Linked DNA regions of Mus musculus: regions 1, 2, 3, 5 and 6 are each linked to region 4. The links are chromatin contacts, called in public ChIA-PET, HiCAR-type, HiChIP or PLAC-seq and promoter capture Hi-C maps. All regions are on one chromosome and are shown on one strand. The core of a region is the stretch at or near the end of the contact, and the rest is flanking DNA. Distances in the headings are between cores, read along the strand shown.

Evidence for each region. Promoter capture Hi-C pulls out the DNA fragments that hold promoters and counts their contacts. ChIA-PET counts read pairs in DNA pulled down with a chosen protein or histone mark. HiCAR-type assays count read pairs that join an accessible place to other places. HiChIP or PLAC-seq counts read pairs in DNA pulled down with a chosen protein or histone mark.
Region 1: a promoter capture Hi-C map of liver shows a contact between it and region 4, with 3 times the contacts expected there. The contact joins the promoter of Bhlhe41 here to the enhancer-like site in region 4. A contact is called at or near these places in 3 of 39 promoter capture datasets (embryonic stem cells and liver), 1 of 484 Hi-C or Micro-C datasets (muscle stem cells), 5 of 115 datasets of contacts at active chromatin or transcription factors (differentiating embryonic stem cells, embryonic basal ganglia, embryonic forebrain and 1 more) and 2 of 9 other capture datasets (embryonic stem cells and embryonic tail).
Region 2: a contact with region 4 is called in an H3K4me3 HiChIP or PLAC-seq map of bone marrow-derived macrophages, with 7 times the contacts expected there. The contact joins two enhancer-like sites. A contact is called at or near these places in 1 of 39 promoter capture datasets (cranial neural crest) and 3 of 115 datasets of contacts at active chromatin or transcription factors (bone marrow-derived macrophages, large pre-B cells and microglia).
Region 3: an RNA polymerase II ChIA-PET map of memory CD8 T cells shows a contact between it and region 4, with 36 read pairs. The contact joins two enhancer-like sites. A contact is called at or near these places in 3 of 115 datasets of contacts at active chromatin or transcription factors (large pre-B cells, memory CD8 T cells and pancreatic cancer cells).
Region 5: an H3K4me3 HiChIP or PLAC-seq map of bone marrow-derived macrophages shows a contact between it and region 4, with 5 times the contacts expected there. The contact joins two enhancer-like sites. A contact is called at or near these places in 20 of 484 Hi-C or Micro-C datasets (the C2C12 cell line, the G1E-ER4 cell line, bone marrow-derived macrophages and 14 more) and 14 of 115 datasets of contacts at active chromatin or transcription factors (the NIH/3T3 cell line, T-cell acute lymphoblastic leukemia, astrocytes and 11 more).
Region 6: a HiCAR-type map of kidney shows a contact between it and region 4, with 4 times the contacts expected there. The contact joins two enhancer-like sites. A contact is called at or near these places in 1 of 484 Hi-C or Micro-C datasets (bone marrow-derived macrophages) and 7 of 115 datasets of contacts at active chromatin or transcription factors (astrocytes, bone marrow-derived macrophages, cardiomyocytes and 4 more).

What each region holds. Positions count from the first base shown.
Region 1 is chr6:145,863,374-145,867,233 of GRCm38.p6, forward strand. Bhlhe41 (basic helix-loop-helix family, member e41) reads right to left here and starts at 2,047. Exons shown (of 5, transcript NM_024469.2): 1 at 1,833-2,047; 2 at 1,624-1,687; 3 at 1,203-1,310; 4 at 758-869; 5 at 1-365. The coding sequence starts at 1,894.
Region 2 is chr6:146,207,909-146,211,237 of GRCm38.p6, forward strand. The region is part of intron 45 of Itpr2 (inositol 1,4,5-triphosphate receptor 2); the gene reads right to left. Among named protein-coding and RNA genes, the nearest start is that of Gm35596, 10 kb to the right of the region's middle. Within about 2 kb of position 1,298, at least 38 of the 459 cell types and tissues checked have an H3K27ac peak or open chromatin away from gene starts, as enhancers often do. A contact at or near this core is called in bone marrow-derived macrophages and microglia, where this site is marked.
Region 3 is chr6:146,078,403-146,082,238 of GRCm38.p6, forward strand. Gm32838 (a long non-coding RNA gene) reads left to right here. Exons shown (of 4, transcript XR_001785421.1): 3 at 217-314; 4 at 1,071-1,865. Among named protein-coding and RNA genes, the nearest start is that of Gm35544, 6.8 kb to the left of the region's middle. Within about 2 kb of position 1,864, at least 114 of the 459 cell types and tissues checked have an H3K27ac peak or open chromatin away from gene starts, as enhancers often do. A contact at or near this core is called in memory CD8 T cells and pancreatic cancer cells, where this site is marked.
Region 4 is chr6:145,339,201-145,343,035 of GRCm38.p6, forward strand. No RefSeq gene overlaps it. Among named protein-coding and RNA genes, the nearest start is that of Gm38926, 7.3 kb to the right of the region's middle. Within about 2 kb of position 1,656, at least 422 of the 459 cell types and tissues checked have an H3K27ac peak or open chromatin away from gene starts, as enhancers often do. A contact at or near this core is called in the C2C12 cell line, T-cell acute lymphoblastic leukemia, bone marrow-derived macrophages and 16 more, where this site is marked.
Region 5 is chr6:146,269,303-146,272,764 of GRCm38.p6, forward strand. The region is part of intron 37 of Itpr2 (inositol 1,4,5-triphosphate receptor 2); the gene reads right to left. Among named protein-coding and RNA genes, the nearest start is that of Gm35596, 51 kb to the left of the region's middle. Within about 2 kb of position 2,024, at least 182 of the 459 cell types and tissues checked have an H3K27ac peak or open chromatin away from gene starts, as enhancers often do. A contact at or near this core is called in the C2C12 cell line, T-cell acute lymphoblastic leukemia, bone marrow-derived macrophages and 10 more, where this site is marked.
Region 6 is chr6:146,313,125-146,316,650 of GRCm38.p6, forward strand. All of the region lies in intron 32 of Itpr2 (inositol 1,4,5-triphosphate receptor 2), which reads right to left. Among named protein-coding and RNA genes, the nearest start is that of Gm35596, 95 kb to the left of the region's middle. Within about 2 kb of position 2,182, at least 14 of the 459 cell types and tissues checked have an H3K27ac peak or open chromatin away from gene starts, as enhancers often do. A contact at or near this core is called in kidney, where this site is marked.

The DNA of each region.
Region 1 (3,860 bases), core at 797-3,296, 520 kb after region 4:
CGCGCGGCCCTGCTCCGCCTCGCCTCCGTAGCCGCTGTCGGTGTCCGTGTCGTGTTCCGGCTCCGTGCCGGGCTGAGTCCGCTGGATGACCGGCACGCAGCGGGCGACGCGCTCGGGACCCGAGGCGGCCGCAGCCCCCGCGCTGCAGGGCGCGCGCCCAGAGCCCCTGCCGGAGGGCACCTGTGGCGTCAGGAGCTGGGTGGCCACGGCATGCAGGTGGCTGACGAGCTGTGCGCAGCGCGGCTCCCTGGGTGTCCAGCTCTCAAAGCGCGCGAGGTATTGCAAGACTTCTTTGGCGCAGGTTTGAAACCCCGAGTGGAACGCATCCAAGTCGGCCTGGACCGGCGATTTCAGAGAGCGCTCCCCTAGGGTGCACGGGGGAGGGAGGCGAGAAGAAAAACCGCGGCGTTAAGACATCTGCTCATCACGTGGGCCCTGCGCTGCCTACAGTGAGCTCGGCTTTTCCTGGGCATTCCAGCGATATAATCCGCAGACTGCCGAGAGAGGAGGGGGTGGCGCGGTGAGGCGCTCTCTTCCTGGCTGAAAAACCCAACTGAAGAGGTGCAGCCGCCACTTTAAATAAAAACGGGGCTCCTCCAGCTCTGCGGGAAGCCTTTGGGATGCTCTGGGTACTTGCCACCAAAGGGAAAGAGGCGACGTTCACCAGGAGAGGACGCAGCGGGGGAGTCCTAGCGTTGCGCCCCCAGCGTTACCCCCTTTTGTATCAGGGCAGGCTGGCTTCCTCAGACCCACTTACCATTCTGTAAAGCAATTATCTTCTGATGCTGCTGCTCAGTTAAGGCTGTTAGCGCTTTCAAGTGCTTTAAAGTTAATTCCAAGACTACTGCTTTCTCCAAATGCCCCAGTGTCTGCAGTGGTGCGACAAAGGGGGACAGGGGTTACTTTAAAACACGCATTTTTATTTCCACGCAGCCCAGCAACTTAAGACAGGCACACACACACACACACACACACACACACACCACTGGGAAGGAAGCGCTGCTCAGCTCCCCACAGTCAGGTCGTCAATGATCTCTGCCATTAGCCCGGAGCCCCTGTTCTGAGTCTCTGGGAAACTCTTAGTTACAGCACAAGTTAGAAGGCAGGCCTCTTAATATTTACATTTATTATCCTATCTCTGGGAATTTTATCAGGTAAATACACCCCGGAGTCCATCAGGAGAATGAAAATGTGCATCTTACTGTCAATTTCAGATGTTCGGGCAGTAAATCTTTCAGCTGAGCAATGCATTCATTAATTCGGTCTCGTCTCTTCTTTTCTATTAATCTGTGCGGTAACTTGTAGGTATCCTTCATACACGAGCCAGAGAAAAGATACAGCAGTGAGCTAAACATTCATTCACTTACTGGATAGAACCCTCCCACCCCAACCCCCAAACACACTATGTAATGAACTAATGCCCAGAACTCTCTCCTCTAGACTTCTAAAATGCAATTTAAATTCAGGTGCGGTGTTGAATATCCCCCGGAGTATCCAGCAAGCCACTTAAAATTCACAGTTAGGAAAGCTCAGGGCTGGAATATATTTGCGGGCAGAGTTTCCTTGCGAAATCAATGGCCCTAATTAACTATCCAGGCAGGTTATGGGAAACTTAAGACTTACCTTGGTATCGTCTCGCTTCAAGCTCCTTTTGGGTTTACACATATACAAAGAGGAATAGTCCAGTCTGCAAAAACAGAAATCAGCATCAGGCCCCCATTCCGGGAGGGGCTCTGCCCTCACCCGCTCCATATCACTTTGTGCAGGGGATTAAAAAAAAAAAAGCCAAACCGACGCCTAGACAGATATTCGCAACGGTGCGTACACCTTACCCTATAAAATCCCTATGTTCCAGTAACTGTCTCTCTTGCAAATGAGGGATTCCTTCGTCCATGTTCAATGGCTGTCCGTTTCGATTTGGAGGTTTCTGTCCTGTAATCTGTGGGACGGTCGCCTGGAGAGATTTTGGGGGGATGTGTGCGTCTCCAGGCTGTCTCGCTCTCCCTCTTCAGTGCAGTATTGAAAGTGTGAAGCAGTTGGCCGCCCCTCCGCCCCGTGCTCGCTCGCTCGCCCTCTCGCACACCCGCGCGCGCACACCCGCGCGCACACACGCACTGCGCTGGTAGTTTGCTCTCACTCCGGGCAGTGTTTGGCCACAGGGCACGCGCGTCGCCGGCCAGACCAGCACCCAGCTCACGTGCGGAACGTACCATCCGCGGTCCAGCCCGGAGGGGGGCGGGGAGGAGGGGCCGGGAGGGGGCGGGGACACCTGATTGGGGCCACCTGGAAGGAGCGGCCACCCGGCGAGCCGTTCGTCTTCCCCGAGGCGCTGCAGGGCGCGGGGGCGGGGCGGGACGAGGGGCTCCCCCGGCTCGTCCAGCATCTCGGTGCAGAACCGAGGACGTGGCCTTTGGCTTTCCCACCAATTGCTGTTGGTTTGGGCCAGAGAAAGAACGCGAATTCGTGGTGGCTAAACTTGAGCGGGGAAGGAAAATTCGGAGATTTTGCTCATTGTTTACTGGCCAGGGGTGAAAGAAGGGTCGGGTAGAAAGACACCCTTTAGGTCAGGCTGGAGACCTACCCTGAAAAGGGGGTGACTTGCAATTTGCTTCCCGGATTTAAGATCAGTGAAAATGTAGACACTGATTCAGAATGTCGCATACCAAGTGGTTCTGGCAACAGTGTCCCCGGGCCACCTAAACTTCCCGCAGCAGCCGGAATTGCGGTGACACTAATCACACAGAGGCAGATGACGTTTGGGGCCTCGGGTGCTCCCGGGGGAGAGCAGGGAGGGGGAAGGGTGGCACAGGGCAGGAGGCACGCAAGGACTGTTGCGGGAAAGCCACGCAGTCCGGGTCCTGCCCGCCCCAGCCTGCGAGACACTGTGCTGCCTCCCGTCTCCCTCGTGCGATAAGCCACGCCGAGAGTGTGGCGAGCCCACGTTTACTACTGGCACCTCCGCGGCCTCCCTCCTTAATCCTGTCTCCAGCGGGTACCAGCACAGGGCCGGCAACGTGATGCGACCTGCGGCGGCTGCCACATCAGCGCGCAGGGATGCCGTGCGCGCGCCCCGTGTCCTCGGGAGCTCGGTCCACACAGCTGGGGACAGCCGTCCCCAGGTGCTCAGTGTCCCCACAACTCAAGCTAAATAAGAATCTGAATTCCATCCCCGTGGGCAGGGAGACCCCAGGTTGCTCCTACACTAATTTCTCAGAATTGACAATCACGTTCACTCTCGGACATTCGCTATCGCCAGCGGCACGAGAACCGAGAAGGAACCTGGGCCCCAAATGCACGCGCACTGGAGCGCAGCAGGGCCAGGGCAGCGGCGCTTGGGTTCCGGGGACGGATCTGGGTCGCGGGCCAGGGCGGCTGGAGCGGGTCACGTGCCGGGAGCCTCCTCCCCGCCTAGCCGCGCGGCGCTGGAGCCCAAGTCCTGGGCGGAGCTGCCGGGATGAGTTCCTTTCCAGCACCCTCCCTGGTTCCTCGAGTAGGACGACAGGGCTTGTTTTGCAGCAGGCGATTAATTAATGATAACAGTGAAAGTGATTTTTTTTAAATGCAGATTTGGATTTTTATTCTAAGCCCTTACTCCCTCTCTTGTCTCTAAGTGGTTATCTTTCTGATTCTGAGGCAAGTTAGAGCTCTCAACAGTTTATTAGTACAGTAAAGCATCCTGGCTTCCTCCAGTTCTTAACTGGCCAGGTTAGGTAGCAGCAGGCTAAGGTGAATAAAATAAAAAATAGCAGCAATAACAGCCCTCTGTCTACTGGATTTCTGAAAGTTCGTGGTCTCCAAACATACTTTAGGGTCAATCCCCCTTTTAAAATTATGGGATAGGAATATATAAGCCTGGGTCA
Region 2 (3,329 bases), core at 48-2,547, 870 kb after region 4:
TCCCTCCAGCTTTGTCTCAAACATTTGCGCAAAGGGCCTCGCTGTGACTCCCAAGTCCATAGACATTTAATTAACACTGTCACCAGGGTCCAAAGCGTGCCTCACAGATGAGAGCCACGGAGGGTCACACAGAGTGAGGACTCACTGAGACAAGCCCTTGGCAAGGACAGAGATCTGCTCTTGCACACAGGACCCTGGGAAGCAATGCCACTGGCCTAAGAGAACACCAGTAAGAAGAGTTCAAAGAACCCTGGCATGTGGATATTTTAAACAGGATAACACACAAACACACACACACACACACACACACACACACACACACACACACACACACACACTTTCTGAAGAGCGGCTGGGAGATGCTCAGAATGATGAGCACCAGTCACCTTGACCCCCAGACATGGCAGGGGTGAGGGGCAGGGGGTAGAGGTAGGGGACAAGGACTTGATTGGTAATGACGACTTAGATCTGAGATTCTTCTTTCACTCTGCTTAAAGTGGGGTTCGACAGGTTAAACTGCTTCGGATGGCTGCTTCCCTGAGTCTCTGGTGTCCTTTGTCACCGGTGTGACCTCTCAGCTCCTCTGCTCATTAGGGTCCAGTTTGGATGCCAGCCAGAAAAACAGATTGCTCATCACGGGATAGCTACATAGAGGTGCACCTCCTCTCGGAGTACTTGAGGCCGATTGTCTGGCCTTCTTGCTGAGTCTCACTACCCTGTCTTTATCCAGTTCTCTCATTTCCAGCCATTCCTGAGGGATTCTTTTCTCTTGTCCCCTTAACCCTCTTTAATATTTGAAATCTCTCTAGGTTTTTCTCTTGGCTTACTCCCTTTGTTCCAGTTGCTTCCTCGGAAATCTCATCTATAGCACAACTTCAAACACCATCTATACATACATCTGTATACCTTGATGTTCAAGCCTAGCTTCTCTTCCCAGGAATGAAGCTCGCAGCTGGACCCTTACATTGCTTTATCTTAATGTCACATTGATTCCCAAGCACCCATGGGCTAGGGCCAAGCTCATTGCTCTATTCCACTCCCCTGCTTTCCTACCTCCAGCTCAGAAAACGTCATCTACCCATAGCCAACTCTTTCCCTAGGAGCTGGCCAAGCCTCATCCTCACTTTCCCTAGCACATTCCAGTTGGTAAAGTAGCTAGCAACGGAAAGAGTCTGGGGTGTGGAGGACAGGGAGGGGGGACTTCAGAACAAGTCACAGTTTCCCTTCCTCCTCAGCACACAGGGTTTACTGCCGACAGGAAATGAAAATGTCAGGTCCCGGAGGAGAAGCTGGGAAGGGCCAAGCAGAAGACTAAAACCCTTAGTAAGACTGGCACGTGCTCTGGGTCAGATGCCGCCCACCCCACTGCCTGGTGTCCAACCATTGTCCAAAGCTGCAGAGTCTTATAGTACTTTATCATGCTAAGGAGTATGCAGACAGAAGGAGACAGACACGGGCTTCTTTCCTTCATCTCTTTCATTGTGAGACTTTTGCTTACTTGTTTGTTTTTTAGGAGATAAATATCTGCTTGATAGGTGGAGGCCAATTTCTTTAACTTCTGAGAAGAGGAAGGTGCGGACAGAGAGAAAGTAAGCAGCTGTCAGGTTGGGGTGACAGCAAAGAGGGGGAACCACACAGAAGGGAGGAAGGAAAAGAGTGGAAAGTTGTGTATGGTCAGGTGATTGGCCTATCAGACACCAAGAGAAGGAAGCTGAGATGGGCAGAAGGTCAGAGACATGTTTTTAAAAACTGTGGTTTGAGACAGCTTGAGTAAAGAGACCCTGGGTGAATGGTCAAGGGTGACATGGAGATGCACCCAACCCGAGTCTCAGCAGACAGAATCAGGGAACTTGAGCTAACTCCATCTGAGAATCCCGTTTGCTTCCAAATGTTTCTCAAGTCCATATCAGGCACAAGCAAGAAACATCTGTGGCCCGTGCTAGACACCCCTTTGTCCTGTGCCTTCACCCCTAGATCTTCCCTCCTGCTTCGTTTCTGCTTGGTTCAGTCACGGTCTTGGTTCACGGAGGACGTGATCATCTTCCAGACCCACCGGGTAACATACACCTGCCTGCCCTGCTATATAGTTAGTGGTCCCACGGTCCATGGTATAGGCAAGTCTTACAACCATGGAATCCTAAGTCCTGTGTGGTTTTATGTCAAGTTGATACCAGATCAAGTCATTTTGGAAGCTAGAACCCTCAATTAAGGAAATGCCCCCACTAGATGGGTCTGTGGTTTATTTCTCAATTACTGATTGGTGGGGAGATGGGGACAGTCTACTATGGGTGGTGGCACCCCCAGGCAGGTGGTCCTGGGATACATATAAAAGCAAGCTGAGCAAGCCAGGTGAAACAAGCCAATAAGCAGCACTTCTCCATGATCTCTGTTTTAGCTCCTGCCTCCGAGTTCCTGCTTTGAGTTCCCACCCTGACTTCCCTCAGTGATAAGACTGGGGTGTTGAAGTGTAAGCAAGAGGAACCCTTTCCTCCACAAGTTGCTTATGGTCATGTTTTATAACAGCAATAGAAACCTAACCTCTAACATCTTCCTTTCATGTCTATTTAGAAACATAAAGTGTATGCCGCTCTTTGTGTGGGTTAGGACCACCCAGAGAGAGAAAGGCTGGAGTGGAGAGCAGCCTGGCGGTAGAGCCCTTGCCTCGAGGGCCTGGCCATTTGAGTTCAGTCCCCAGCACCACCGCCAAAAAAGAAAACAAGGTGAAATTAAAAAGTACAAATGTGAGTCGGAGAGGTGGCTCAGCAGTTATGAGCACAGAGATCTGACAGAGGGCCTGGCCTCTGTTTCTAGTACCCATGTGGTGTGACTCACAACTGGCTGTAACTTTAGCTCCAGGGAGCTCATAAGGGCCTCCATGAACCTCCACACTCCTGTGCTCACAATCAGCACACACACACACACACACACACACACACACTTTCACTTTTAAAATTTTGACTGTATATAGTTGGTCACAGCTAGAATCCCAATACACTAGAGGTGAAGGTAAAAGGTCAGAGGATCAAATCCATCCTCGGCTACATAGCAAGTTCCTGCAAGCTCAGGCTACATGAGATTCTGACTCAAAAATAAAGACTAAAAACAACTACAAAAATAAATGACTAATTTTTTTTCTCAATTTTTAATACCTAATTCTTTACCTGTGGGGGATGGGACATGTGTCACAGAGCATGGTGGTCAGAGGACAACCTGTGGGAGTTGTCTTTCCTTACATCATGTGGGTTCCGGGAACAGAGCTCAGGTTGCCAGGTTTGGGGACAAGAGTTTTTCTTGCTGAGCCATCTTGCAGACCCAGACAGTCATCAGGA
Region 3 (3,836 bases), core at 614-3,113, 740 kb after region 4:
AGCGCTGGCTCCTGCGCATGCTGCCCTTGGAGTTTCTAAGGGGCACAGGTTAGCGTTGCTGCACCAGTGTCCGAGGGATCCTGAGCAGCCTTAAGTCCAAACCACCTTTGGAAAAGAGCCAGTTTCATATTCTTTGGGTTTCAGTTAAAATTTAAAGTCTTAAAAGTATCAGTATAGCTTGGTCACACAGTTTCATTTGTATTGTTCTATTTTTAGAGAAGCATCGGTGATGTTTCTATGCAAACTGTTCACCCTGATGATGAGAACAGAAGTGCTCTGAGTGGTAAATGCCAGCCATCATTCCATAAACCAAGGTATGTATATGTGTTAAAGTGCAGGGTGACCCTAAGGAAAAGCAGAACGGTAAGGACAGATTAATGACCTGGAATTATCCCCAGCAGGGTAGTAGGCAGGAAAGACTATCTAACAATTGTTAGAATGATCCAACACATTTAAAATTACTTCCTCCTGCACATAAAGATGGGAGGAGAAAGACCCTGTGCGCAGAGAACAGGCCCTTTATCTCTGCATTTCCATTTCTTAAATTCTTTCTTAGTGTCTTACAAAATGTCTGCATCCTTTTCTTTTTCTTTTCCCATAGAAATCCATTCGAAATGTCCCTGGTCTCTGCACTTGGACTGCGGCTGCTGTAGATAGCCCAGCCTGCAGCACACCTATAGAGCCCGAGACACCGTGACACGTGTGTGAACTGAGGCTTGAGCAACTCCAGGCCTGGAGGCCACCCCACCTGAGAATGGAGTGGGACTTTAATTTTTTTTTTTTTTTTTAAAGAGGAGTCTGGGCCTTAGGAGTGATGCCTCTGTGGGTGGCTTCTTAGCTCCTCTTTGCCCATGGCCTTCAGCCTGACTCCTATAATTCTGGCTGGCTGGCTAGCAAGCTTGCTAAAGCAGCCAGCTCCTTAGCTCCTCCACTGCTGTATCTGCTTAGTTTGTTGAGCAACATCTGATCTGGAAGGCAGTTCCCTTCTTTCAAAATTAAGAACCCGTGGTGAGGAGCCTGCTTTCCTCTGAATCTGTTTCACTTGGTGAATATTTGAAATCCCCCAGCAGGTGGCGCTGTTTTGGGAGGCTCTGGAGCCTTTAGAGGATAGAGTGGAGCTGGAAGAAGCTGGTCATCGGGAGGAGGCCTTTCAAGGGCCCTGTTGCCAGTCCTGTTTTCTACTTCCTGGCCAGCCATGATGTGCCGAGCCTCAGCCACATAATCCCAGGATATGAACTCCTCTGTGCATTCCCCACGATGATAAATGAACCCGACACCATGAACCCCCAACAAATGTCTCCTCAAAATGTTTGTGCAAGGAGACGCAGGAGTAAGAGACACAGAGCTGAGTCCTGTGTGTGAATACTAAGTGTGTATGAACATCCTTAGGTACAGAGGCACAGTTGTCAGTGTGTGCATTCACCTATAGTCCCATGTAGGTGTCCTGGTTAGCATTAACTGTCAACCTGACACAGCCTAAAGTCATCTTCAAGAGGAACTGCCTGGATCAGACTGGCCTGTGGGCATGTCTGCGGGACGGTCTTGGTCACTCATTGCTGTAGGCAGGCCCAGTGGGCCACAGCATTCTCTGGGCAGGTGGTCTAGGCTAGAGCAGAAGAAAGCTAGCCAAGTGTGGGTCTGCAAACAGATCAGTAAGACAGCTTGTGATAGCAGCTAAGATAAAACAACCCCCTTTCTTCCCTAAATTGCTTTTGCACAGTGTGTTTTGTTTTGTTTTGTTTTGTTGTTTTTAATTACTGCAAAGAAAGGCAGCCACGGAGCAGAAAACCCTCTTTCTGTAGCCAATTCCCTCAGAGATGAAAGCAGCCCAGTGTCTTAGCCCCTCCCCCACAGTCAGTATCAGAAAGGAAGTTGGTTTTTGTGAGACAAAGGGAAATGAGCTCAGGTCAATAGAGGCTCTAGAGTGATATCTCCCTAAGACAACACAGCCATTTACAATCCCTATAACTAAAACTGAGGGACAGAGACAGAAGACCTTCTCAACCTTCCTGGAGGCTTAAAGAGGCAGCATGATGCTGGGACCTGCTTCCCCTGAGCAGATAGATGTGCTGAAGATGGCCCAGAGCCCTAGTCAGCAGGGAAGGCAGTCTGGATGACATTTGAGCTCTCAGAGAGTTAAGTTGCAGTGTGAAATAGAAGTGATTTCTCTTATTCACACAAGAGAAACCAAATCCCACCGTCAGTTTTCTTGAATCACTACTCTACGTCTGGTAACCGCTTTCAGGTTCAGGAGAGCTGCAGAGAACTTAAGAGGCCTTGCCCTCAAACGCCCAGTGTTCAGTTGGGAATAATGAGGAGGTCTGGAATGTGCTGGCTGATAACTGCCGTGAAGGAAGGAAGCCACCGCTGGGTAAAGGGAGGGAGGGAGGGAGAGAGAGAGAGGGGGGGTGGGGGGGAGGGAGAGGGAGAGAGAGAGAGAGGTGAGATTTGGTGTGGAGTAGCAAGGGCTCTTCCTCTTCAAAGGATGTGATGTGGCCGAGCAGGCAGAGGGCGGAGGCAGCCACAGGAACCCTTTGCACATGAGTGTCTGAACGAGAATATAAGGTCCAGAGGTATGACTGAGTCAGCGTGGCTGAAGGCCACAGTGAGGATTTGCTCTCTATAACCTGAGAAGCTACAGGAGGTTCCCAGGGGAGCAAGTGTTCTGCTTCATTAGTGGGAGGGTGGGGACTGCCAGGTGACGTCATGGATAGGAGCAGAGTGACCAGTTAGGATGTGTCTGCTGGAGTTGAGGTGGTTGTGGCTAGACTACGCTTAAGGCCGTGAGGGTGTAGGGAGCAGGGAGATTTCAAAGGAAACCTCAAGAGAACTGGCTTGTGTGTTGTGGGCTGAGGCACCTTTGAGGCTATGGGCTAAGGAGGTGGAAGAGTGAAGTTGTTTTCTAAGATGAATAAGAATGGGGTGGGAGGTGGTCACGGTGCGTTCTCAGATTTGCAGATGTTTTCACTTTTGCTATGATTGTGTTTGACAAAGTCATCTAGAAAACAGCTCAGTGAAAAGGGGCCTGACGCACAGGGTGATGTTCCCGTGAGCTCTGGTCACATCTTTTTTTCAACCGCTTATTTTCTGTGTGTTTCTGTTTAAAGACACCATGTTCAGGGTATATTGCTGACTTGTTAACATTGAAATTGTCCAGCAACACTGCAGCTTATGCCCGAAGGGAGTGTGCCTAATATATTTTCTTTGTCGGGCAAAGTCTCTGCTTTCTTGAACTTTGGGACACAGAATAGCACTTCAGTGCAATATCTACAGGGCATTTACACAGAAAAACCACCAACCAAAAGCACCCATGTGCATGAAAGTGCAGTCTTCACTCAAGTGATGCAAGTGTGCGAAGATGCTGCCATGATGACGGCTGAAGCATTAGGACAGAACACCACCTTGTGGAACAACAGCTTGGACACGGAGTCAGGTGACTCAAATCTCTTGGCTGCTCCGTGCACATCGGAAATGAATTATGAGAGCATCATGGGTATTTAGAGAGCAGGTGCATTTGCAAATGTGGGATTCATGAACAACGGGGAACTGTTGGATTCAGACAGGGGAGCTGCTGAACCCCGTGGAGGTCTGAGAAGTGAAGCGGCTTCAGGGGACTCCTGGGGGCTTTGATTTGGGTGCTATTTATTGCCCTGTATCTTAGTCTCTGTGTATAGTTGGCTGAAGAGGGCTGAGATCTCAGGAGTTAAAACAAACAAGAGGGGGGGGGTTCCAAAGATAGACTCTTGGGATGTCCAGAAAAGGAGAGAGAGAGAGAGAGAGAGAGAGAGAGAGAGAGAGAGAGAGAGAGAGAGAGAGAGAGAGAAGAGACACAAGAG
Region 4 (3,835 bases), core at 406-2,905:
CGGTCTCATGTGTGTCGGAGACCTCCAAATGTTGCCCACAGGACTGTCCTGTGACCAGCTGTAGCAACTGCCTTTGTTTCAGCCTTGCTGGCTGTCATAGGGACTGAGTGTAGAGCCAGTCCAGCTAAGGTGGGAGAACCTTGCAATTGCCGGGGAGCCATCCCCAAGCAGGGGAGGCAACAGCACAGATTTCCCAGAAGTCAGACAAACGAACGAACGTATCCAGCTTCATTTCATCCTTGGCTTTGTGCACAGCAACGTTAAATCCTGCACTGGATCTGCTCCGAGTGTGAGACCAACCTGGGCTACACAGCTTCAGGTCAGCCTGGTCTGTAGAGATCTATGTCAAGCACACCTTTCTAAGGAAGAACAATAACAACAACAACAACAAAAACCAAACAGACAGACAGTCAAACAAACAAAAAAACAAGAAGGGACCAGGCACACCCCAGACCCTTTGGTGGGTAACAACCCAATCTTGGCTTACTGAGAACTGTATTTGTGGAGGTAGCTGAGAAGCCTTTGTGTCCTGCATACTAGTGAGGGTCTCCCCATTCGCCATCTGTTCGTTAGGTTAGGGTGGTAATCATAGCACTTTAGGTTAGCTCCTTTCTACAAACCCATCTAACAGCCTGATTGTCCTTAAACGAATCTGAGGTCTGTGTCATTATACACTCAGGTGAACAGGCACCCAGGCATACTAAACTTGGTCAGTGTCTCCCTAGGGCAGCACCCAGTGCCTGAGCTCACCGTCAAGACCAAATTCTGCTATAAGATAGAGGTATAGGGGAGGAGGAGAGAGGAAGCCAGCCAGCTTTGCAGACACCGGGTCCTATTCAGGGCTCCTCCGTCCTCTGATGTCATGCGCTTCCTGCTTTCGCACTGCAGAGTCTGGCGATCAGTCGACTGAAACGGGATGATCACCGCCACTATCTTGCATCTTATTTTCCATGATCACACTGTCACCTAGCCAACTGCCCCGCCCCCTAATCCCACGACTCTTGGCTTTCCAGCTCGTATTGTCTTCCCCTCCCCCCCCCTCCAGGAAGACGGCTTCCAAGCAGCAAGTACCAGGAAACCCCACTACTGGTGGTGACTCCGACTGAGGCTTGGGGTGGGGTCGGAGTGAATCTTCTGCTCTTGCTTGAGAGTCCAAATCCCTAGCTTAAAAAATGATTTAAAGTATATAATATACATATATATGTGTAAATTCGTATGTATAGTCAAGCTGGGCGCGATGGTGCACGACTGCAACATCGGTCTGCAAACTCAGACTTGAGGCAGGAGTTTCGCTGAGAGTTCGTGGACAGACCAGCTTGTGTTATACAGTGGTCTACAGTTCAGCTTAGGTTAGAGTTAGATTCTGTCCAAAGAGCTAAAAAAAAGAGAAAGGAAGGAAGGAAGAAAAGGGAAAGGAAGAAACATTAATTGTTCAAGTGACAGAGCTCTCCCTCTGTCCAGGAGCCCAGGCAAGGACCATTAGGAGCGGGGCGAGACCATTGCACTCTGCACTCTCCGTCCGGGCCCAGCCCCCTCCCCCCCTCGACACCCGCCACCGCGCAGCTCCGCGCCGCCGCCCAGCGAGCGGGAGACTCCCCAGGGCTCTTTAAATACGAGCTATAAATACCACCGGGCTCTGAGAGCACGTCACCGCCCCGCCGGCTTCCGATTGGCCGCTCTGGGTATCTCATTTGCATAGGGGCTGACACAACCGTGCCGCGACCTGGACGGGAGCGCGCCTGCCCCTCCCCGGCAAGACAGTGGGCGGAGTCGCCGGACCTGCCGACCGCCAGGTCTGAAGTAGGGCGGGGTGGGTTGGCATGTGTCCGTCATCCCTGCCTCGCAGAGGCTGAGACAGGAGGATTGCCTTGAGTTCCAGGCTGGCCTGGGCTATGTAAAAATGTGGAGAGAAAACTATACATATATACATATATATGAATATATATACACACATACACATATGTATGTGTGTGTGTATACACACACACATATATATACATATACATACATACACATATATACACATGCATATATTTTTAATGAAATAAAATGGGGCAGGTGGTGGTCCAGTAGGACGTCCTTCGCCTTCAGGGAACATCAGCTCTGCCCGCCGATTGACACTGGATCTTTTTGCTTTCTACGAAAAGTTTTCAAGGAGACCCGGGAGCAGATGCTGCGGGTGGCTCCTAGCGGCTAAATTTAAACCACGTGAGAGCTGACCCGCCACGGTTCTGTGAGATGACTGGCCACTCCGATGCTCAAAACAGACTGCGTGCTGTGGTCGCTGTAAGACGCAGCGAGCTGGAGAAGAAAGCCAGCAGGGCTCGGAGATGCAGGACTTACGATGTCTCCCGGTTTAGAACCAAATTTAAACTGCATCCGGGTGCGGTGGAGCTGAGGCAGGAGGATTGAAAGCCACGTAGTGAGATCCTATTTGCAAACAAACACCCAAGCCGAATTTAAAAAGCAAAAAACAGTGTCTCCCTCCAGCCGGGGGTTAAAAAGCCAGGTCCTGAAAGCAGGCGCGGCACATCCAGGAGGGTCTGTCAGGTTGTGCGAAGTAGTCAGACAAAAAGCACAAGCCACAAACATCTTACTAAATTATATTAATCGACGTTCTCCCGTGACATCTGTGTAGTCCTAAATAACCCAGAGCTCATTCAGCGACTTCATGTAACAGTGAAGACAATGCCTCAAAGCGGACTGCTTCGTAGTTTGCAGTTTTTTTTTTTTTTTCCTAAGAGAGAGAGACAGAGACAGAGAGACAAGTAAGCGCTTTGGATTCTAGCAAAAGAGCTCCCTCTGCTGGCAAATGCTTCACCATCACAGATACCCATAGACAAAGATGGGGCAGGCTGGTATCAGGACTCTCAGGGCGAGCTGCCAGAGCTTCAGGATGCTGTTAGGTGAAATCACAGATGCCATTTTTTTGGTTACTCTCAAGTAAATGAAATCATACAATTGTGAATGTTGCTTTATGTTTTTAACCCACACATGCCAATAAAAGCCATTTTTAAAAACCTTATAACTAACCCTGATTAAATTAAAGCAAGAGACAGATGTGTTGTGCAAACATCATTAACTATGTATATATAGAATATTTGCATCATAGACACCTTCCGATAGTTTTAGTATTGTGGAGGAATTTTTAAAAAAGAAGATTTTAGTTTTAGTTTTAGTTACATGCTTCCATGTGAATGTCTGTCACCTGTGTGCTGTGTCCACAGAGGTCAGAAAAGGGATGGCTTCTTTCATCTCTCCTACAGTGGGTGCTGGAAACTGAACTGGGATCTTCTGGAATAGCAGCAAGCATTCAGTTGCTAAGCCATCTCTGTGTAACTGATCTGACTGATCTGAAAGCACTATGTACGTCAGGCTTCATTGTTACCTCTTTGCGTGCCTAGTAAATACGAAGGCTTTAAAATGCCCAGAAAGCCCTGCTTTAACAAGAGGGAAGCATGCCATGCTGGAAATCTAGCCATCTACCCAGAGCTAATGGAGCCATGGAGCCCGGAGAAGGACTTACAATGGACACTTTACTAAACAGACACATTCCCTAACTACATTATGAATATTTGTCGTTATACCCACAGACAAGCGTAGTTCTCGCTGCTAATCAAGGGAACTTCTCTTTGCAACAGAGGAAGGGCATTGCCAAAACCCAAAATGAAACAAAACAACAGAAACTGATAAAGAGAATCCGTGGAGCCCAGTCCCAAGGATCTGTCACAATACGGCTCCTGCACCCGAGGCTCAGGGATCCCTGTAGAACAGGGGGTGGGAAGATTGTAAGAGCCAGAGGAACAGGAAGTGTACTGTGAGATCGCGTCTCTGG
Region 5 (3,462 bases), core at 774-3,273, 930 kb after region 4:
GGTGAGAATATTAGACAGGAAGTAGACATGAGTCTCACATCACAGCCACCTAGGGAGCATCGCTGGGGCTGGGGAGTTGTCTAGGCAGCTAGTGTGTGCTCTATGCAAGTGTAAGGGCTGGAGTTTGGATTCCTAGACTCTTTCGGGAAGACAAGTGTGGCAGGTGAGCTGTAACTACAACCTCAGAAGGCAGAGGGGACCCCCAGGACAAGCTGAGAGACACTAGCCTTTTCGGGAGAGCTCCGGGTCTGGCTGAGAAACCTGTGTCTGGTATGAAAGAGCAGCTGGGATGATTCCTGATATCAACCTCCAGCCTCCGCATGCACCCATGCAAGCCTGAGTCCACCACACACATGCAAACATGCATATACACACATGTGCACCAGACACATGCACATGAATATTAGATAAATTAAATCAAAAGCAGACCTCCTGGGACCCGCATCCCAAGGATAATTAATCAGCATTGCCCTAAATTGCAGCCGTGGGTGTGAACCGCTCGCACACTGTTGGTGTGGACCACTTGCACAGACATGTGAAACACTCAATGGTCTGTTTGAAACCCATATCCCATCACCACTAGCAGCCTAACCCTGCCCTGCTACCCTTTGGTCCAGTGGAACGATCATGCCTCCTACAAACATGCATTCTGCTGACAGGAAAGTAAATCACACACGTGTGTCGAATGTCCCGCCTAAGTCAGATCATCTATGAAAGAGCTGATTGTTATAATCTCATTTTGAGTGTGTTAGAAAACAACACGCAGAATCCACATATGTACGATAAGGTTGGAATAAAAATGGGGATTTCAACAAACTCCCATCCGGAGGTTTTAACGAATAAGAGAAAAATAAAAAGACCTTTTGCAAGAGGGAAAAAAATGAACAACATTGGTTTTGTTACAGTTTAAGAGGAACCTACCCAAAATCACAGAACTGAACAGCTAATCCCTGTTGACACAGCAGAGTGGACTGAGTCTGGGCTTCAGGGCCTTTGATTTCTACTCACAGCCATTAGCATCGGTCTGACTGCTGAAATCCTGCAGGCAGGAAGCCAGAGGCGGTCAGGAGAGCTGAGCCCAAGTTGGCTGTATTCTGGGTTCTCTGTGAGGCCCCAGGGAAGATAAATGAACCCTCAGCCTCTCTCCCTACACCGACCGACCGCTGCCTTCCTGCAGACTCCAGATCTCCTTCTGAGAGATGCAATCTGAAGTCTCAGCCATATAATAAGGGTGAATTTCTGACTGGTCCCAATTCCACAACTCTCACAAAGAAAGTAAAATCTGCCCAAAGTTTCTAACTTCAGATAACCTTCTAGGTTATCTGAAGAGCCGGAAAGATGGCCCCACAAGGACAAAGGCCCCAAGGGTCTGGCACCCTCCACGGCCCATGTGGATACCTGCATATGCAGATGCACATACACAAACAAAGATAAAATAAAAATCTTTTAAAAAGAAAAGTCCACTTGAACTCATAATTTAATTTTTTCTCACTAATGTTCCTTAAAATTTGCAAATTTCCTTTTTCCTTCATAGACCACGCATTGGGGGAAAATACTGGTTGCTACCTACACAAATTCCCAAAAATAATGTCCAGTATGTTACTTTTGTAGTAGTAGTAGGAATAGTTGTTGTTGTTGTTGCATTAATTGCTGAATCATCATAAAAATATTTTTAAGTGATGTGGGACAAGTTTTTCTAGTGAGGAGGACTGAGTTGCTTCCCTCCACTTCATTATTTGTCCGTATTACATAATACTTAATTTTCTCTCTTCAGGAGCATAATGAGATACAGACAGACAGACAGCAAATGTCCTTGCTGGAATTAGTGTGCACACTCATCAGTTATGTGCAGCCGATCAACATCTGCTTTCTAGTACAGAGCGGCCAAAGCTTCTCTCACGCAGACTCACGGATCCTTCAGAGCAACTGAATTTCAGGCAATGGCATTGCACAGCACGTGACTTGTCTCCAGTGAAGCACAGCGCCAGACACTGCAGGAGTTACATAACCACAGGCTGCTGCTGGCAGAGCCGCCTCAGTGGCTCAGCCGTCCGTGTCTCCTCCAACCACACCCTGCAGCTCTGATATGCAGTGTACACATGTGTTGTCATGTGCCTGGGGACTTTCTTGGCAGTGAACACAAGACACGGTTTCCTGCCTACCAGTAGGGAGAGGTCTTTTTTAAAAGTGATCACACTGTATACAGATCATATCAGGACAGAAGTCACCACAAGCCACAGCAAAAGCAGGTGTCAAATGTACACTGTACAACTCTCCCCCTGCCCTTTCAAATAAACTTTTAGATTGTGGCTACATTGGGATAATTTATTTAAGATGTTATAGTAAGTATAACCAATTGTCAATCATAAGTGTTTCTCCAAATGTGAGCCCCAAGGAACAACTAACTCCAGACACACATGGTTTGTTCCCAGCGCTTGGACAGAACACGCACTATCATGAGATATCATGAGTATATCTAGTTTCCTGGTGATGCTACTCTGTTAACGCTGAGCTCACATGAGTGTGGTGAATGTGACTGAGCATCTACGCACCCCCAGGCCTTCTCTTATGCTAATGCTGGGCCCTAGTGAAAAAGCACTGAATGCCAAATGGACACCTATCCTTTTCTGTATTCGAATTCTCATTCTAAAAAAAAAGTCTATCTACATACAAAGATCCTGAACCCAGGTATAAAGCAATCAATGTGTGCCTGCTATTTTCAAAAACAAGAGCTTGGCAGGCAACCTGCGATGGTATGAACTTGACACATGAAGAGAAAGCAGAGACTACCCACAAACACACAGAAGAAGTGACAAACATGTGTTTTTCAGGATTCCAAGATGCACCTATGTCTTTATTAAATACCAAAGTAATACCGAAGGAAGCGATTTAATATTACAGTAGCTAAAATTAAACAGGGGAAGAGTTGTTTAAAATAACACCAATGACTAGAATTCTGAATAAAACCTGAACTAGATTTAGGTAGAAACAGTTTTGATCTCACCTGGCTTGAATATTTAAAATTATATAGTGAGAATTCAAAGTATCAATGAGAAGAAATGAAAACATTTATATAATTTAAAGGTTTGTACTCAGCTACTCCAAGAGACATCATTTATGGAACAGTGACGCCTACTGGTAACTTGTGATATTGCATCTCAATTGTAGCCCTGCTCTATGGTCTGCCCACTGACATCTAAGGAGGCAGGGAGGCCATATACACAGGTGTTGAAGTTGGAGCAACCAAAATATGTTATAGACACTCAGAAGTATGTCACAAATAATGCTATTAGTTTGTGCAAATAATTTATGCTTAAAAAATGAATCCAGGCCTGACAAGATAGGCAAGTAAGCCTGGTTCAAACCTAAGCTTAATCCAGCCTCACTCACAAAGTTGTCCTCCTCCACAGCACCCACTATAGTAAGTGATTTTCAAAAGATTTCAATGTAAATATTGCTACC
Region 6 (3,526 bases), core at 932-3,431, 970 kb after region 4:
GCTTCCCCCTCAGACTCTGTCACTTCAGCCTCCAACGTCCTTCACACCTGGGTTAACTTGCTCTTTTCTCTGTCTTTGCCCTCCAACCTCTCCCTTGGTCCACAAGCTTGATTTTGATGAAAACCGCATCCATTCACAGAGAGGAAACTGAAGAAAAGAGCCACTGTGAGTATAACTAGATGAGAGGAATCCATGGGAGGTGATGACATTTGCATGTGGAGGGTCCTCTATAGGGGCTTGGTTTCAAACACTTGGTCCCTAGCTGGTGGGGCTATTTTGAAGAATGTGGAGGTATGCCCAACATTTTTACATGGTACAGGGCACTGTCATCTATGAAGTTTACCCTACACAATTGTGTGTGTGTGTGTGTGTGTGTGTGTGTGTGTGTGTGTGTGTTGCATAATGTTTGCAGATTGGGTCCCAGTAGCCATAAGTGGGTTGGACGAGCCTGCGATTTAGAGCCTTGTTAGAGGAAGTGACTCATTCACTGTGAAGGGCTGGTAGGTTTGGAAGCCCCACCCACTTCCTGTCTTTTCCCTGCCTCTCCTTTGGCCAAGGTGTAGAAGGAGGAGTCCCAGCCACACAGGTGTGCCCACCATGCAGCCGCCTGCTCTCATTCCCTCCACATAGACGGTACCCCCAAACTGAGAGCTGAAGCCAGCTCCTCCTTTCTGAGTTGCTCCTTCTTAGGCGTTTGATCACAGAAGCAAGAAAAGCTGTTAACACGGAAGGAAAATGGAAAATTAAGGGAGGGTAAATCTAAATCCTTCCCACACTCTCTTATCCACGGTTCTTCTGAGAAGCCGGCATGCGCATGAGTGGCTTATGCCTTGGCAGGCTGAGGGCAAGAGTAGGACTGAGCCGGGGCTGGACCAGAGCGCCCTCCCTTGCTCTGTTCTTCAGATTTCACTAAACAAGGCCCCTTTGCCAAACTGCCCTTCCAAATGTCTGGCTGACAAATTGCGAAAGCGAAGGGTCCTGATTGAAAACACACAGGAGATACGGACACAAGAAGAGAGGGGAGCAGAGGGTGTGAGAAAAGGCTGGGAACCGGGGAAGACAAAGAAAACAAATACGGACAAAGGATGAGAGGGATGGTGGCCATGTGTTCCAGACGTCCTTGGGCGACCCACATTCTTCTGTAATGCTTGACTTTTCAATAAAAGAACAAGTGCATGTGATTTCATTTGATACCTCCCTAACACTTGCCACACGAATTCATAAAAGAGGAAAATTCCCTTCTCAAACCATGTGTCCCAGAGCTCCTGGCTTGGAAAACGGGACGGCTTGTACCGGAATTAGATGAGGGCAGGGTTTGCTTATGGTCTGTCTAACCCTTCCAACTGTGTTAGCCTTCTCTTCCTCCACAGTGAGACTCACTAATACAACTTCCTCAGACCAGAAAGGCTTTCGTAATAACTTACACTGTTGGGACACTGAATAATTAAATGACAAAGTATTCACAAATGTTGCAGAGAAAATAGATTAATAATAACAAATTTTAAAACTGATATGTCATAATAAGAGTGAATGTATGTGAACATTTCTTCTTCCTCTCCCCCTCCCCCACTTCAGTCACCTTCTTACTTAAAAGACACACCATACAGATTATCAATGGCACAGATTATCAACTTGAGTTTCCCTTACCACCACAGACTGTGCTAACTAAATCAAGGACTGCCTGGACACAGCCACTGCAGTACAGTAGACCTAGTTAAAAGAGCCCTACCACGTGACTTAAGCTGTGGTCGGCACAGGCACCATGGGAAGGCGGGACAAAGCGGACCTGGGACAGCATCGCACACCTCAGAATTTAAAAGGTATTTCTGGAGTTTTCCAGGTCTTGTTTTTGAACCTCCAACATGTGACTACGCAGAGTGGGGCCAGACATAATCGGGAACTACGTCAATGCCTCTGAATAGGCGAGCCCGCTCCACGGCTCTCACTTTCATGCTGTTCACACTTAGGTTAGGCTGTGTGTCTGGACGTCGCTAACTGAGAATTAAAATCTAACATGGCCCAGAACGAATACCACACTGACTTTCCTGTGATAGCCGTCAGTTACGATTTTACTTCTTTCAGCATCCTCCAGACACTGGACTTTTCTGATCGGCTAACACTGCCCTTTTGTTCAGCAGGTAGCAGGCCAGCTCTCACTCATGAGCTCCACGGACTTTGTCCAGGCACAGCCCGTGCAGTGGGATGCCTCTCAGAAATTACCTCACATTGGGCTGCATTGCTCGGAACTGGGCACTGGCAAATCACCACCCAGAGACTCCCGTTTGGGTTGTAGATTAATGAGATTACCTATTTCTAGATAAGGCTTTATTCCAATGCCTGGTTAAGTGAAAAGCCTGTGTTTACCAAAGCATATGGACCGATTCCTCTCCAAGATATTGAAAAGCAACATTCTCACTTTGCATCCTACACTGGCCCTACTCTGCCTGCCACGCCTTCCTGCCATGACGGACGGAAGCCCCTGAAACCATGAGCGAAAACAACTCTTCTCTTTACTACAGAAGCAGTAAATTTCAAAGTGAAGCGGCACGTGGGCCGAGACACAGCTATCTCTGACTACGTTGATTTGTAGTTTAAAAGTAGGAACCAAAACCAAGCAGAGAGACTTGGAAAGCATGTAGTTTGGTGAGAAAAAATAGCAGCTTAAAGTAGGAGCAAGGGAAACGAGGTTCCTAAAAAGGTTCCCACTGTCGTTTGAATGGGAGATGTCCCCACAGGCTCACATATCCAAACCCCTGGTCCCCGTCATGCTGTCGTCTGTTATGGAGGAAGATCATGAAGCAGCAGTTCTCAACCTTCCCAATGTTGACAGCCTTTAATACAGTTCCTAATGGTATGGCGACCTCCCCACCGTAAGAACTGTAATGTAAATATGTAAAATATCGGATATGCAACCCCAAAGGGGTTGAGGTCACAGGCTGAGAAATGTTGTCATAGAGGTTAAGACTTGACGCTTTCTTTGCAGCTCTGCCTTCTTACTGTTCACTGTTTCCTGAGTGTGAACGCAGTGTGACCATTTGTCTTCCCAGCCATGGCCACGCCTTCCCAGCCATGGCCACGCCTTCTCAGCTGTGGCCACGCCTTCCCAGTCACAGCCATGCCTTCCCAGCCAAGGAGTCTGAGACTGTAGAACATAAAAGCATTGTATTCCTACATTGCTTTTGTCAGAGATTTCACACAGCAACGGGGAGAGCAATGTCATAGGATCATTTTTTTTTTTAATGCTCTCTGCTTTGCACGGGGACAACACTATCTTGAGGGATGTCAGGAAATCAAAGAGAACCATCCATCACCGACTCGGGGGGTTATAAAAATGTACAATATTTACAAGACTTCCTTAGGATGAGAGTGGTGCTACAAGTCCTGATCTATACAGTTGCACACTCAGCTTTACCACACTCAGACACCTAGGCCCTAGAGACAAATGTACTCACAGTCCACAGGCCCTGGGTATTGCTCAAGCCGGTGGCAGGCCCTGACCTCAACCTTGTGGAGCTGATTTGTAAGC